Regions from separate parts of the Oryctolagus cuniculus genome. Here region 2 is linked to region 1. The links are chromatin contacts, called in public Hi-C maps. All regions are on one chromosome and are shown on one strand. Each heading gives the region's core, a stretch centred on a gene start, on an enhancer-like site or on the middle of the called end of the contact. The rest is flanking DNA. Distances are from core to core; before and after follow the strand shown.

The links. Hi-C and Micro-C count contacts between places; a contact is called where the count stands out from the background.
Region 2: a Hi-C map of liver shows a contact between it and region 1, with 6 times the contacts expected there. The contact joins two enhancer-like sites. A contact is called at or near these places in 5 of 6 Hi-C or Micro-C datasets (ear pinna, embryonic fibroblasts, liver and 2 more).

What each region holds. Positions count from the first base shown.
Region 1 is chr13:26,101,818-26,105,412 of mOryCun1.1, reverse strand. No RefSeq gene overlaps it. Among named protein-coding and RNA genes, the nearest start is that of RD3, 16 kb to the right of the region's middle. Within about 2 kb of position 1,657, at least 1 of the 8 cell types and tissues checked has an H3K27ac peak or open chromatin away from gene starts, as enhancers often do.
Region 2 is chr13:26,224,165-26,227,759 of mOryCun1.1, reverse strand. No RefSeq gene overlaps it. Among named protein-coding and RNA genes, the nearest start is that of NEK2, 29 kb to the left of the region's middle. Within about 2 kb of position 1,744, at least 1 of the 8 cell types and tissues checked has an H3K27ac peak or open chromatin away from gene starts, as enhancers often do.

The DNA of each region.
Region 1 (3,595 bases), core at 408-2,907:
TCCTAATAAGCCAGGCTGGGTTTAGGAAGATGGTACCATTTTACTAACATTCCCTCTTTTGTTTTTTATAAAGCACGTGTTGTATGGGACTGCATTGGCCCCAAAGGTCCAGGAGGGGTGGTGGGACGATGATCTATCTTCTAGGGCTGCTTCCTGCAGACATGGGGCGATGGGCTACTCTCCATTGGCATGGGGCCATGTCTAAAGTCGTGATGTCCGGGTGGGGAGCCGAGTAGATGCCTGTAGCAGCACTCGGCTGACCGCCTGGTTGCTGAAGACTTTGGTCTATTCCATTATCACCTCCAGACACTGCTGGTGAAGTGATTTGGCTTTGGAGACCCGGGATGGCATCAGCTGGGTCTCAGTGGTCCTTGCGACCTCTTGTAACTGGTGGAGGTGCTTGGAGTGGGTTGGTGGAGAGAACGTTGTGGCCCGAAGCTGATCCCAGCCAAGACTGGGAGAAAGGCCGCTCGTCTCCTGCGGATAGAGGGGTTTTCTGCAGAAAACTCTCAGAACTTGGGAGGGCCGGTGTGGATGGAAGGAGGTCCGGGGGTGAGTTTTGCCGGTGGCAGAAGTCCAGGATCCTGAAGCAGCTCACATCCCCGAGGGGAGAGCCTGGTCCCCGACACTAAACACCGGAGTTAAGGAAGAGGTTTATTGTCGGGATGGGGGAAACCCGACAGGTGCCTCCCTGTGCACGAGAGAACAGCCCCTGTCCATTTCTTTATTCCACGCTTTCCAGACAGGACTGCGCAAGGGGCTGACCGGCCCGCCAGCCAGCCTCGGCTCCCTGAATAACCGCGCAAGCCACCCCCGGGGAGGCACGCCCTGGCCGCTCCGGCCCTGCCCCGGGCGGCCTCCCGAGGGCCGGGGCGGGCGCCCCCTGTTGGCCTGCCGCGGCAGCGCGCAGGGGGCAGCTCCCGAGAGGCGAAGGCCACTTGGCGGCGGGGACCCGGCCGTTCCGGCCCGGGCTGCGAGGTCCTGGCCGCGGTGACTCAGCGCGCAGAGCCCCAGGGCGGCACTGCCCCCGGCCGCCCCGTTACGCCAGAGGTTAATGATTAACACCCGCTCTCGGCCTGAGACGGACCGGGTGCGTGTGCCCGCGGGAAGCCGAGGCTCGAGCAGGAGTGGCCGTGGGCTCCAGGTGGCGCTTGGGCCGGGGCGGCTATTGGCAGGGAGGCGGTCCAGCTGGGAGTATGTGTCCTCCCTCTGCGCCCTCCTCCCCTGTCCGGGTGCCCGCAGGTGCACGCGGACCCTGCCCCAGGGCGCCCGCACGGAAACACTGGGCTCCTCGTGCCGGGGCCAGACGCGCAGGTCAGAGGCAGAGGCGAGCCAAGCCCTGCCCACACTTTCTCCCCAGCCCTCTGGGTCAGGGGGATGCGGAGTGTCCATGCTCCTGCTGCTCCGCACGCGCGCGGCCACCCGTGGGCTCCGGGGTCGGCCGACCCGCGTCCGGCTCTCGGAGAGCAGGGGCGACCCACGGAAAGGGAGCGACACGGAAAAGCGCAAAGTCGGAGAGCTCTGGGCCGGAGTGGACGTCCTCCGGAACTGGCCGAGGCTTGCCCGCCTGCGGGGTCGCTGAGCACGCACGCGCCTGGCCGCTCCGGGGCAAGCGCTGGGCTTTTCCCTCGCCTGCACCCAGCGCGGGCCGTGGGCCCGGGACCGGCCCCGGGCCGGACCAGAGACCGAGCCTCGCAGGGCGTGCGCAGTTCCTCCCGGCCTCACCACAAGAGGGCGCCACCGCTCACAGTTAGAGGCCCGCGGGCCGGGCGCACCAGGGATTCCCAGGCAGGCCGGGGTTCAAGAGCCACTGGTTGGTCCACTCGCGGTCCGGCTGCTCCCTGAGTTCTTCCCTTTCCGCAGGCGGTCGAGGCATCCATCCGGAATTCCCACCCTGCTGCTGCCCATGGTAGGGACCCGGATCCCAGAGCTTCAGTTTCCTCCATGGCAAAATAGTGCCCAGCAACAGGGCTGGGATGAGGCTAAGACCGCGTCCTCCAAGAGGCGGGCGCGCTGCCATTCTGAGCGACGACCTCTACACGCAGCTGGGTCTGAGGCTTCCAGCTTCTCCCTCTGCTTCTCTCTGCCACTCCCGGTCTGTCCCCGCCTAGAACCAGCGGTCAGCACCCAGGGACAGCCTCGTTCGGTGCAGTGGCTGTGGCACCGCAGTAGCCTGGCTGAGGCTGGGTGCGCATCCTGCTCCAGACCGTGGCTAAGGGGCCTCACCTGTGTGAGTCAGCAGCCCAAGGAAGCTTGTGTTACCATAAGTGCTGATCCGGAAACGGATGAGGCGCAGAGGGAGAGGACATGATTTGCCTAAATCGTGTAGCTGGCTCCCAGTAGGGCAGGACTCGGACTTGGGGGGCCCAGCACGCACCCTCGCTGGGAGTGGGTGCACGATGCTGCCTCCCCCGAGGCACGGTTCCCAGGCCCCCGCAGGGTGAGAAGCGGTGGAAAGACCGTGGGTTGGGATGCAGAGCCTCGGCTTTGCCGTTTTCCAAGTGCGTGAGCAGAGTGCATCACTTAACCTCTCAGGTGGAGTCACAGATGCACGAGGGATTTCCTTAGGTAACGAATACAACAAAGTGTCATATAGAGGAGGTGCTTGATACGCTCGGATTTAGTGTTTGCAAAGAGGATCCTGGGATCCAGAGAGACAAACACATGGCCCCCTGTCCGCATGTGCCCCTGAGAGGAGTGGGACCAGGCAGGACCTGGCCCTTGCTCACTGCAGCTTCCCCAGGAGGACCCTGCCTGACCACCAGGGGTCGCTAGTGGCAGGCTGCTCACCTGTTTCCCAGCGGTGTGGCCTTGGACTTTTTGGAGTCCTCTGTGGAGACTCTGCCATGCCTCCTGGGTCGCATAAGTCCAAGCCCCGCTACTGAACCTTGGCCACGCCCCCGATGCCTTACCCAACTCTGTCTGGCATGCAGTGTGCAGTGTGGAGGCCTTGCAGATCTGAGTTCGAATCCTGATTATGTTTTTCTGCGGCTGTTGCACTTTGGATAAGGTCCATGGTCGGACCTCAGCTTCTTCATCTGTGCATTGGGAAACTTTTATTTATTTATTTTAAAGTTGTATTGATTTACTTGAAACCAAGAGGCAGAGTGAGAAAGAGATCTTCCATCTACTAGTTCCATCCCCAAATGCTTATAACAGCCAGGGTTGGACCAGACCGAAGCCAGGAGCCAGAACTCCATCAGGGTCTCCCACAGAGGTGATAGAGGCCCAAGTACTTGGGCCATTATCTGCTGCTTTCCCAGCTGCATTGGCAGGGGATGAGCTGGAAGCTCAGAGCCAGGACTTGATCTGGCGCTCAGATACGGGATGCCAGCGCTGCAGGCTGCAAGCCTGAACTTAAAACAAAACCCACCCCATTTGCTATCATAGAGAAGTACAGAAAAATCACTTGAATTCCTGTCCTTCCCCTGCACGATTGGTTTGAATTCAGCTCTGTCCTAGAGCCTCTGCGTGCCCAGAGCCCCAGTGCCTTTCCTTCCAACCTCGCGCAGAGGTGTGTGAGTCATGGGTAGACATGACCCGAACCCCTGAAAGGACCGAGAGGGACCGTGCTCACCCCTGACCAACAGTGTGG
Region 2 (3,595 bases), core at 495-2,994, 120 kb before region 1:
ACTGCATGGCCACCTAGAATTTACTTTCTCAAGTCTGGAGAAAATGAATCTAATAAGCAGTTTAAACTCATAGGATCTAAACCCAAGGACAGAGTCATTATTAAACCACAAGCAAGGTTTCTCATCGAGAGGCAAATAGAAACTGACAGAAGGGGCTTGATAACAATCAGGTGGGATTTAAGGCCTTGCCAGTTAGGAGGCCCAGACCTGTCTATCTCTTCACATGGGGGACATCCTTAGGGAGGTGTGAACCTCCTAGGGAAGGCACCCTGTTGTCTTCCATTACCTGGCTGGCCTGGGAGGAGAGCTGGCCAGGGAAAGGCAGGTGGCTTCTCTAACAGGAAATTTACAGTTCTGCCTGCAGTGTTGCTGACCTTACTTGTTGCCTTGACAGCACTGGTTACTTTGGAAGCTGGGCCAGGTGAAGGGCTGTTCATCTTAGAGCCAACAAGGTCTGTGGCTCTGACCTGAAGTCCTTTGACTCCAGGGCAGGTCCATTTCCAGTGACCCAACTCTTGGCTGGCAGAGCTGCCAGGGCTCTTCATAGGCTGACTTCTGCTGAAGCCCAGGCTTGCCACATTGAAAACCAGTGCAGCGGCCTGGCCTGCTGGTTCTCCTTGATGGCAGATCCCCGTATAGAGCAGCCATTAATTGGCCTGCCACCTACCTTTACATTGCTTTTGTGGCCTAGCTTCCTCTTCCTCCTGGTTTCTGTTAAAACAGACCAGAGAAAACCTTTAAGAAAATGTAAGTCAAGGGGGTGCTCTGACCATAATCTTTGGTGGCCTAAACTAGAAATCTGTAGACACAGGTGTGTTCTGATAGTGGTTTTTCTTTGAGGTAGCCAATGCCCATGAGGGAAGCTATGTCAAAATGATGAGCACCTCATCTAAAAAATGTTAAGTCATTAGTAAATCTCTCTCCCTTTGTTTGGTTTAAAAAGGGAGGTTTTGCCTGTTTACTATGCCCATGGCAAAGTAAATCTAGCTGAGAGTGCAAAGTCTCAGGTGTCACAGGTCCCAGGATCCCAAGATTCCCCGGGGTGGAGACTCGTTTCCCAGAAGCTTCCAAGATAAAAGTGATAAGCAAATGAGACTGAGAAGCGGGCAGGTGGCCAGCGTGGTACTAGAAGCCAGCTCAGGGAGGCCTGCGCCCGGAGGAGAGGGAGGGCTCCCACCACATAGACCTGTTGGGACAGGAGGAGAGGGAGGGCTCCCACCACATAGACCTGTTGGGACAGCTCCCGGCCGAGCAGCCTGTGCAGGATGAGCTGCAGATAATGGGCAGGTAGCTGCCCTGGTGAATCTTGGCTGGGACCCAGCTGGGCTGGCAGGGATGCCCTGAGGCTGGACCTCACTATTGCCTGCACAAGGCCAAAGCCGGTGGTGATGGGTGCAGGGCGCCTCACCAGGGCCACCTGCATCTGGCTGCTGAGGGGGCCTGGAAGTGGACACCCAGGTGCCAAGCCTTGGTGTGACCCATGCTTTCTGGCCACTGGCTCCATGGCTGTCGGCCCACAACGCAGAAACAAATTCACCAATTCCAGGGCGTGGGTGTGGGAGGGCCACAGGCAGCCAGCCCGCACCGCTGAGCTCTATTCTGGGCAGACCCTGTAGCAGCTGTAGGTACCCCTCTTCTCAGGGTTCTCATTGCAATTGCTAAACTAGCTGCATTTCACAGATGAGGCTCAGAAACACTGAGTGGAGATCTGAGCCAGGCTGTTCCCACTGTCCCCAGTCTGTGTCCTTGTGGAACCCACCCAGCAGGCCCTGGCCTCTGCCATGGACCTGCACTGCACTCCTCCGAGACCCCTCTTACGCCCAAAGTCCCCCCTGTGATGGCTGCCCAGCCTTGCTTCCTTGATGAAGTTCCTGTGGACCTTGGGAGAGCTGGGCATGGAGCTGACCTCCCTCTGCCTGCCTCTAACACAGGCCCACAGCCCTCCTTTCCCTCCAGGAAGTATACAGGCAATCACCAGCATTAGCAAGCATGAAGGTTCTAGAAGATTCTAGAATCAAACTGTGCTCTTGCAGCCTCCTGCTGGTTGGTGATCCTTGACTGTCTCTGAGAAGGTAACTGGAAGTCAAGCTAGACCCCAGCCTTCTCTTTCATTTCTGAGAGTTCACTTTAAGAGCCCCCACCCCCACCCCCACCTCTGCCTTTCCCCTGCTCTCCTCTGGTGAAGGTGAGGGGGGGAACTCTTCCCTTCTCAGGGGCACTGCTGGCCTCTCTTCCATCCTCCATCCCACCCATGGCCCTCCCCAGGGAAGCCAGCGTGGGGGCCTGATTTCTGGCTTGAAGGGAGCAGAGCTCCACCTCCGTGGTTTCAACCCCCCCCCCCAGCCTGTCAGAGAAGGGGCTGCAGCCCAGAGACCCTTGGGCACACAGCTCTGCTCTCCCAGAGGGAGGTGCGTGAAGCACCTCAGGCCCAACTTGTAGGACCCCCCAGGCTGGGGGAGGAGTTGACACCCAAGGGAGCCATCATGGGGTCACATAGTCCTGCCCCTGGAGATTTACTGCATGTGCCAGGTCCTAGAAAGGAGAGGAGCCTGGGCGTGCCCTGATTCATGGACTCTTATCTTTGTCTGGGTACCGCCTTAACCCCATTTGACCCTAGAGATGGAAGCTGTCCCAGGATCCACCTGTCAATGATATCTGGAAAAGGCAGATGATTGGCTTCTATTACTTTCATTTTCTAAGCTAAATCCATGGCTCAGGACAGTCTGTTTTCCTCTGCCCAGTGCGGGACAGTACGTGTGGCGATCTCCCCAGGGACACTGTGCCATGCAGGTGTCACTCACGGCTGCTGGGAGACCAGCGAGGCGGCAGCTCAGAGCCACGCACCCGGACAGGAAGCTCTATTTCACAAACGTGTCCAGTGAGCCCCAGCACCAGCGCTTACATGGTTTCCAGAATGCAGACAAGCACTGAGTACATGTTGGCTACGATGGTGCTTTATTATTTTTTCTTTTGACAGGCAGAGTGGACAGTGAGAGAGAGAGACAGAGAGAAAGGTCTTCCTTTGCCGTTGGTTCACCCTCCAATGGCCACTGCGGCTGGCGCACCACGCTGATCCGAAGGCAGGAGCTAGGTGCTTCTCCTGGTCTCCCATGGGGTGCAGAGCCCAAGCACTTGGGCCATCCTCCACTGCACTCCCTGGCCACAGCAGAGAGCTGGACTGGAAGAGGGGCAACCGGGACAGAATCCGGCGCCCAGACCGGGGCTAGAACCTGGTTGCCGGTACCTCTAGGCGGAGGATTAGCCTAGTGAGCCGCGGCGCCGGCCATGGCTTTAGAACCAAGACACTTCGGGGAGCCCAGTGGACCCCCGTGGCAGCTGGGTGGAGAAGAACCATGGCTCAGGCACAGTCAGTGCAGGGCACGGGGGCCAGGCGTGTCAAGACCCTGCCCTGAATGACAGAGTCCTGGGAAGACAGACAGAAAGCAAGGACCCGCACGGGATAGGCACTCAGTAAATATTTACTGCATTAATTACAAAAGCAGAAGTGGGGTGAGTTTATGCTAGGAATACGTGAAGCGCTGTGTGGGAGGTGAGGCCGAGGCAGAGCCCAGGGTAAGAAGGATCTAGCCAGGTC